3 separate regions of the Mus musculus genome follow, and all the other regions are linked to region 1. The links are chromatin contacts, called in public HiCAR-type and promoter capture Hi-C maps. All regions are on one chromosome and are shown on one strand. The core of a region is the stretch at or near the end of the contact, and the rest is flanking DNA. Distances in the headings are between cores, read along the strand shown. Region 1 holds the start of Svip (small VCP/p97-interacting protein). Region 2 holds the start of Luzp2 (leucine zipper protein 2). Region 3 holds the start of Nell1 (NEL-like 1).

Region 1 (2,609 bases), core at 42-2,541:
AAGATAAGGACACACTGGTCCTTGATAAGGTTCTGGGTTATAAAAGTGCTAAGAGGCCAGGAGAAGAACATCTTAAAAGGCAGAGGAATATTTAAAATTGAAAGATTTCTAATGTAAAAACTTTAAGAATAGGGAGGCAATCAGAAAGAAATCGGAGTTTGGTCAAGCTAAAGGAAAAAAGAAATCAGTAATCTTACACCTAAGATGACTTTCTGTTAATTGTGTTTTGTAATTATCAAAACATGACACTAACAAATGTGAAATTTCTTGAAAATGAAAAAAACTCAAAATTCCGAGTGGATAATTGGGGGTAAATTTTCACACGTTTATAAGAAATAGAAATATAGAAATATGAAATACATATGTACTATTTTGAAGCACAGCAACTTCAAATAATAGTTTCTGTGTGCTTATCAAAAGGAAATGGAAGGATTTGTCCACTTGAATGTAGTATGAGTGAGTGGCCATCCACGAAGTGACAAGAGATATAGAACCGGAGAGAAAGAAGGAAGAGGAAGGAAAGAGAAAACAATAGTCTTACTGTCATTAAAATCTGAGCCGCACTTCACTCAAGTTTTTCTGGGTGCACTTTTTCGTTGTCCCTAAGCGGAAAACGTGGATAGCAAGGAGCTACCTCTGAGACGGGATTATGTGGCAGTTTTCCCATCCTGCCATCTCAGAGACACAGTACTGACCTCACTAAAATACCAACAAGGTAGCAGACAGCACCCTTGAAATGCTGGTTTCTGAGTGTCAAGGGCCAGAATTCCTTCTTTCCCTAGCGCGGATTCAACAGGTGCCTACCCATGCCCAGTACGCTTGCGCAGAGCTCCTAGAATGGCCAGGGCTCCGCACAGCCGCAGAAAGTGCTTAATCAGCGGGGCAATGAGAGTGGAATTTTGAGTCTTGATGGGAGTGGGAGGGTGGGGTTGTGTGTGAAAACGGGGTGGGAGTGGGGCGTTTCATTTGGAGGAGCTGGCTGACAGCTAAAGGGTGGATCAGGTGTAGCACTACTGAAGGGGCGGGGCTTGCCGCAGATGGGTGGGGCGTTGCCATAGGGAGGCTTCAAGGTTCAAGAGAGAAACCCCTTGGTTGGGTTGCTGTTAAACCCTATTGGGTGGGATTTGTGGAGGAGGCGGGACTTGATGTTGGACCGGATGAAAGAGGATTGCCGCCGGGTCGGGCGAAGCAGGTTCGCCCTGGGGGCGGGGCTTGCCGCAGGCCTGGAGGGACAAGGCTTGTTGCTAGGGCGGGTAGGGTGGGGTCTGCCAAGGGCAGGACAGGGGTGGGGCTTGAAATTGGGCGGAGCTTGTGGTGGTGTTCGCGGGGGAGGGGGGGCGAGGAGGAGGGGGAGGGGCGCTTGCGCCTCAGATGGGGTGGGTCTTACTGCGGGGCAGGTCCTGGCGCGGGGCGGAGCTTTGCAGCAGGTCAGGTGGGGGCGGGGTTTGCTCCTGGGCGGGGCCTGCTGCAGCCCCCAGCGAGGATTCGGGTTCCCGGCCCTGGGTGCCTGCGTCCCCATGGGGCTGTGCTTCCCTTGTCCCGCGGAGTCCGCACCACCATCCCCGAGCCCGGTGAGTAGACGGCCTCCCCGTGCAAGTCTTGCACGCGGCGGCCGTTGCAGTGCAGTCGGAGGGAAGGTGCACCTGCTGGGCCTCCTGACCCTCCCCTAAGGACCCTCCTCGGATGGCATAGGTTGGAGCTGCTGTTTTCAGTGGCTGCTCCAGACATGTGTCTCTTCTCTTGTCTGTACCAGCTGTACCTAGAAGGTCCGGGACGCGCCGCTCCTCTCGCCATTTAGAGGATAATTAACCCGCGCCTTCCCTTTGCTCAGTTTTAACAGCCGGTTTGAAGCCCAGGTTTAAATCCCACATAAACAAGCAATACGTTTACGTGTAGATTCCTAGTAGTGCTGTGTTTGGGATAATTTTATGTGAAGACAGGCATTTTATTTTTTTTGATATTCGAATCCAAGCAGGCCTTATGCAGTAAGAGTATACTTACTTTAATATCCTTTACCCGTACTTGATAATATGACAATCTAACTTGGTCTCAACATCGGTTCTCAGGGTAGCCAAAGATTAGTTGAAGAAATGAGAGATTTAGGGAAGTATATTAATAATATCTTAGCCACTAGGTTATAGACACTAAAGTGACTGTTTAGTAGATGTGAGGAAGTTCAACTTGCCTTTATGACTGCTATTGTTTTAAAATGCTATTAATTTTGTTTAGCTCATGAGAAAAAATATTATTCTGCTAGCATTTGTTAAGGCATCTCTCCTCCCATTCTCTGCCCTTAGCCATAGGGCCCACCGGTGTATTTCACTTAACACCTACAATTTCTCTGACCACCTAAATAAACATGCTCTAGAAACCTCCCTCCTATTCCTTATCTACCATGGTTATTATATCTCTTCCTGGGTAATTACTCCCATCAGATGCATGTTTGTGTATTTGCTTACATTTGTTTCCACACACTAATCAAAACTCAAGCTTTGTATGCATGGATGTCTGCATTTCGTTGCTGTGTTCTTAGAAAAATTGGCAGCAATCATTGTGATGGACGAATGTGTGCACTTGGCGGAGAAGGAATGGCTAAAACTACATCCCAA
Region 2 (2,609 bases), core at 81-2,580, 2.8 Mb before region 1:
GCTTCAGTACTGTCTTGTAACTTTAAATCTGAAGCCTGCTCAAAACACAGCCAAAGTAAGTCACCTGCCACCAAGCCCACTCAAGACCTCAGTCAGGCCACGGTCACCGGAGGAGTTTGGGGACTACTGCACAAGTCTTAGCTTTCTCTGGCTCCCTGAACGTTAGAATATGCTTCACGGGGGGGCCTAAATTCCCTAAGAGGGGACATTACTTGGAGGGGTCTATTGTAAACAGGCACTCTGGGGTAAAATCCCTTCTCTCCCTACTTCCTCTATGTTGTCCTACTTCTGCTTGTTCTCTGTTCCTGATTACGGGGCTCCACGGGAGTTGGGGACGGGAAGGTTCCTTGTTCTTTGAAGGGAAGCTCTCGGTCCCTGAAAGGAAGCAACCGAGGTACTTTTTTTTCCATGATACTAAGGGAACTATAAAGGTCTCTGCTCTATCCAAGGATTCTGAATCTTAATCACTCAGCTAGCATCTTGCTTAAGTGGGAGGTGCCTCTCCCCGGAGGAGCGCAGCCTGCTGGCTTGGGGCCTCATGCTCCTGGACTCACCTGGTGCTGAGGACGAGTGCAGGCAGCAGGGGCAGCAGGTAGTGTGCAGCGTTGAATTTCATGTCGCCGCCAGCTCGGGTACTCCTTCGCTGGACTCTGCTCTTTTGCTTCCTCCGGTCAGTTGCTGTTCAGTGTCCTGCTCTCTTTCCCCGAAGCCCGGAGCCCTCTCCTGAGACCCACAAAGACACGGATAGAGGCTTTGTAAAGACAAGGACCAGAGTGCGAGTATCTTCAGGAGTGATGTCACCCCGGAGCCCTGCCGGGATGGTCCAGCGCGCCGTGTTCAAGGCGCACAGGGCGGGTGTAGCCGCTGGAGGAGGAAAGGACCCGCGTCCAGGTCGCTGCCCTAGTAGGCAGCTGTACTTGGTCACTCCCGTGCGCACTGGAGCGGATCTCCTCTTCCCCGCTCCTACTGAAGACAGGAGGGGAGGGCGGTGGCAAGGACCAACCTCTTTCTCCAGTAATTGAGCTGGCGTGCTCCGCAGGGTGAGAGACAATTCGCTGGGAAGGACTCCAGACTCTTTAGGGTCCAGAGCAGGCGTCTCTCACCAGCTTGCTTTTTGTTGCTTGGAGAGTAAGCTTAAAATACTGCTCTGATTAGAGGCATAATGGCTTGCTTGCTGCAGATAGAGTGGAGCAGCAGCCCATGCAGACCAGAAGCCCGATACCCAGATGAGTTAGTGGTCTCTAGCGTAGAAAGGGACCAGAACCAACACAAAGTCCGCGGCTCTGGGTTCTGGTGCGTCTGGATCTTCCTCTCTTTTGGCCTTTGCGTCTGTCAGCTACTCAAGTGTGTGCAGCTGGCAGCCAGAGTTCATACACCTTCAAGGGTCGTTTTCCTGAGGGGGGAAAAATCTTAAGCAAGAGCGCAGAGACATTGGTCATTAATTAAATGGTAGGAGTATTCTCTGTAGTTTCTAAATGTTGTATATCAAGTAACCAATGTTTAACAAGCCCTTTTGTAGGAATTCTAATCAGAAAAGGGAAATACTACAACTTTAACGAAATCTACCATTTTGCAAAATCTCAAAATTCAAGAAGAGAGGCTGACCACCTACAGAGATCAGAGATCTGAAACTCTGGGATCTTTACACCATGCTGTATGTGTGTGAGTGTGTGTCTGTGTCTCTCTGTGTGTGTGTTAAAAGAAAGTGTGTATGACAGTTCTCTCAAGAATCACTGTACTAAACTAAACATTACAGTTTTCCTACCACATATGTGATGAAAGCAAGGATCAACATTATCTGGACTGGACTTTTCTTTAGTTGTCCCCAGTCCTAAGGCAACCTTGCTGCTGCAATGAACTTCACACTTGAAGTGGGTCTACACTAAAGAATCAAGCACATGGAAGACCTAGAGGGAAGACCTAGGGTCAGCAGGTGCCATCCCAACTGTTTAGTTGATGGTCTCTGTTCTGCCCAGGCAATTCATATAAGTAACATTTTAAATAAGAATCAGAGATAAACTCAGAATTGAAGACATATTTGTAGATATATAAAACGATGTATTTGTTACCAGACTCTAAAGGGGGGGGGGCAGGGCATTAACCTTCTAATTACTGTTTTGTTCCAGTTTGTTCCAGTTTTCTTCTTGATGAAGTTTAATTTAAGGACACACCTACTGAAGAACTTTACTGTAAGAATCTCAAGCAATCAGAATAGGAGTATTAATGTTTTCAAGGATATCAATCCTTTTTGCAGTAGTAAAATCCACAACAGACACAAACCAGCTCCTTTCTCCACTGTTTGTCTTTTGGAAGGAAAAACAAAACAAAACAAAAAAACAAAACAACAGCACTATGAAAACCTAGACCCTGGAATTCAAGAAGGAGATCTCCATGGGGTCTTGTTTTGTTCTGCTATGTAGCCCAGTCAAACCTCAAATGTGCAGCAATCCTCCTGTATCAGCTGCTTGGGTGCTGTTCTTCTTATTTTTAAAGATGATAAAGTAAGTTGCATACTAATAAGGGCATGCCCCTTTGTAATAATAACAAAAAAAATGTGTATAGCAGGAAATAACACTCATTTGAAGAATGCATTTTTACTCATATAAAAA
Region 3 (2,609 bases), core at 61-2,560, 2.0 Mb after region 1:
GTCCTGGGAAGTAAGGGAGGGGAGGCTAGAAGCTCACAGACCCCTAACTGCCTGCCAAAGTGGGGAGTCTGGGGCATAAGGGATGGGAACTTTTTAAGTCGACTAAAGAAGGGGTGTGTTCCTCAGTCCTCTAAACGTAAACCAGCTGTCTGGCTTGGGAAGGAGACTGAACCTCTAGAGTGGGGAATGAAGGTACTGGAGGGCCGCCGACATGGGGACAGGGAATGCCTATGCGTCCATTCTAGGGATCCGAAGTCTGTGGGCAATGAATCTGATGTCTGGCTACCAAGAACTATCTCTTCCCCTGTCTGCCTTGTTGATCTGCTTCCTACCCTTCCTAACCCCGCCCCTGCCTCCTGACAACTACTGCAAGCTTGGTGAAGTAGGCTACATTCTTGAACCCCAGGGACCCGGAGTCAGGGAACCCCGTGGAAGAGGAAAGAGTGGAGTGCGCCTCAGGGTCATCACAACCGCACCTCCAGCAGGCAGATTCTATAGGGACTTGGTCATCAGGCCAGTTTCCTTGGCCCCGGGTCCCACCCCACAATCTTGGATGACAGCAGGAGGAACACGGTTTAGAGGTTGAGAAAATCTTCTGTCGTCTCCACTGGTCCAATTTACCTCCTAATAATTGTTCGCTTAGTTGTTTGGGCAGGGAGCTGACAGGAGACCACTCCTGGAGTTCCCTCTGGGAGCCATGTGGGAACCACGGAAGAGCTCGCGGGTCCCCCCTTTCCTCGCAGCCCTCTCCCGTGCGCCGTCTGGCTCCCCCGGCTCTGGCCGCGCCTGCCTGCCGCACGCGCTCCCTCTGCGGGTGGAACTCCCGCGGCTCGGGGACACCCTTGGCCACCGCACCCTGCAAGTTCAAGGATGTAGGATCTCTGGCCACGCTGCAGCGGGTTCTGACTCCTTAGAACCGGGAAGCTGCTTGCTAGCCACACAAGGCTGCGACCACCCGGCCGCACCCCGCATACTGAATGCCCGCTGCTGCGTCCCCGGGGAAGAGAACACTCGCCCGGGCATCTTTTCTAGCGCTTTTACCCCGAGCTGTGCTGGGCAATCAGAACCCAAGCACTCTGCTGCCCTTCTCTAGCCCGTCAGAGATAGGTTCCGAGTCTCTCCTAGACAGAGTAATCCCGGGTTACAGCAGTCGGGAGCAGCACTATCATCACCACCACCTTCCCCCAAATCCCGCTTAATGCCCAGCCTTGCTTACCTGTCCTGGCGGTGCACACACAGAACCACAAAACTAAAATCACATCCATCGGCATCGCTCCGGAGGCCCCCCGCCAAGCAGGGCGCACCAACGCCAGCAAGAAACCAATGCTTCAGAAAGCCGCGGCTCTGTGGGCTCGAAGCGGCCAAACTTACTAGCGGGCGGCAGGGGAGGTGGCTCGGCGGCGCCCGGGAAAGCAACCCCGACTGCCCCGCCCCCAGCCCACCCTCCACCGCGGGTGGCGGTGGCACGGGGCTGGGGCCCTAAACCCTGCTGCAGCTGCGCTCCCCCTGAGCTAGGGCGGGAGCGCGGGGCTCCGCCACTCCCGCAGGTTGCCCTGGGAGTCTGTGCGGATTCCGCTCGCCTCCTGGACTCCGGAGATGCAAGGATCCCGGCTACCCGCGCCTCACGGCTTCACGCCCCCGCCTCTGCCACTGCGCCGCGCTGCGGGCTGCCCAAGTTGCAACAGTTCATCCAGGCCGGGTCCGAAGCCGCCCAGCCTGCGTGCGTGGGTTTTGTTCCCTAGGGGAACCAGACCTAGGCGGTGTCGAGAAGTGCTCCCAGCACCTCCTTGGGAAATAACTACTACCGATTCGCTCCAGCAAGTGGGTGGGGAGGAGCAGGTGGGGGCGGAGGAGGGGGCAGGGGACGGATGATGCCTGAGTCCCCAACCGCCACCTGTACTTGCTGTCTAGTCCCAGCCAAAGGCTCTTGTGACTGGATACTAGCTTTTAAGAGTGCTGGTTGAGGGTGTTGAGGTGGGAGTCCCTGAGCTTAGAGCAATCTATGGCTCGAATTTAAGAAGTGTTTGCTAGCTTCGTTCTACAGGCCAAATGCTGCCACATAGGGGAAGTTCTAAACCTTCTAAACCTTTTTTTTTTTTTTTTTTTTTTTTTTTTGGCTGTTGTGTGACTTTCTGGATGGTTTTCTCCAAAACCCGCTGTTTAGGTCTCGGTCTCTCTCTCTCTCTCTCTCTCTCTCTCTCTCTCTCTCTCTCTCTCTCTCTCTCTCCTTTCTTTGGAAACCCCTACTGGAACACCATTCTGTAGAGAGAAAAGCTGGGCTTTGCTGGCGACCAGTGGACAAGCAGAGGAGTCTCTCCTGTCTAGTGTACCCTCTGCTACTGGGGCCGCCCCGCTAGGGTCCCTGTACTGTGTGCTTCAGTCTATCTAGAGATGATGCAGTCACAGAACCTGAAAGGTCAGTACCTCCAGCTTACATGTTCATGCCATGTGACTCGAAGCCTCCCGCACCCCAGCTTGTCCTGTGGCTCCATCTATGGCTCCAGCTTCCCCCAACATCCAATACTACTCTGAGATACTTAAACTCATAACAACCTCCCAGATCCCAGAGGGGGGGGGGGGGAAAGAGTTCAACAAAAGAGCTCTGCTTT

Evidence for each region. Promoter capture Hi-C pulls out the DNA fragments that hold promoters and counts their contacts. HiCAR-type assays count read pairs that join an accessible place to other places.
Region 2: a promoter capture Hi-C map of second pharyngeal arch cranial neural crest shows a contact between it and region 1. The contact joins the promoter of Luzp2 here to the promoter of Svip in region 1. A contact is called at or near these places in 5 of 39 promoter capture datasets (cranial neural crest, frontonasal cranial neural crest, maxillary cranial neural crest and 2 more) and 1 of 115 datasets of contacts at active chromatin or transcription factors (astrocytes).
Region 3: a contact with region 1 is called in a HiCAR-type map of astrocytes, with 6 times the contacts expected there. The contact joins the promoter of Nell1 here to the promoter of Svip in region 1. A contact is called at or near these places in 3 of 39 promoter capture datasets (cranial neural crest, hippocampal neurons and pre-B cells) and 1 of 115 datasets of contacts at active chromatin or transcription factors (astrocytes).

What each region holds. Positions count from the first base shown.
Region 1 is chr7:52,004,700-52,007,308 of GRCm38.p6, reverse strand. Svip (small VCP/p97-interacting protein) reads left to right here and starts at 1,291. Exons shown (of 4, transcript NM_001160345.1): 1 at 1,291-1,571. The coding sequence starts at 1,518.
Region 2 is chr7:54,833,966-54,836,574 of GRCm38.p6, reverse strand. It overlaps Luzp2 (leucine zipper protein 2), which reads right to left and starts at 1,330. Exons shown (of 12, transcript NM_178705.5): 1 at 555-1,330. The coding sequence starts at 616.
Region 3 is chr7:49,974,051-49,976,659 of GRCm38.p6, reverse strand. It overlaps Nell1 (NEL-like 1), which reads right to left and starts at 1,310. Exons shown (of 20, transcript NM_001037906.2): 1 at 1,217-1,310. The coding sequence starts at 1,271.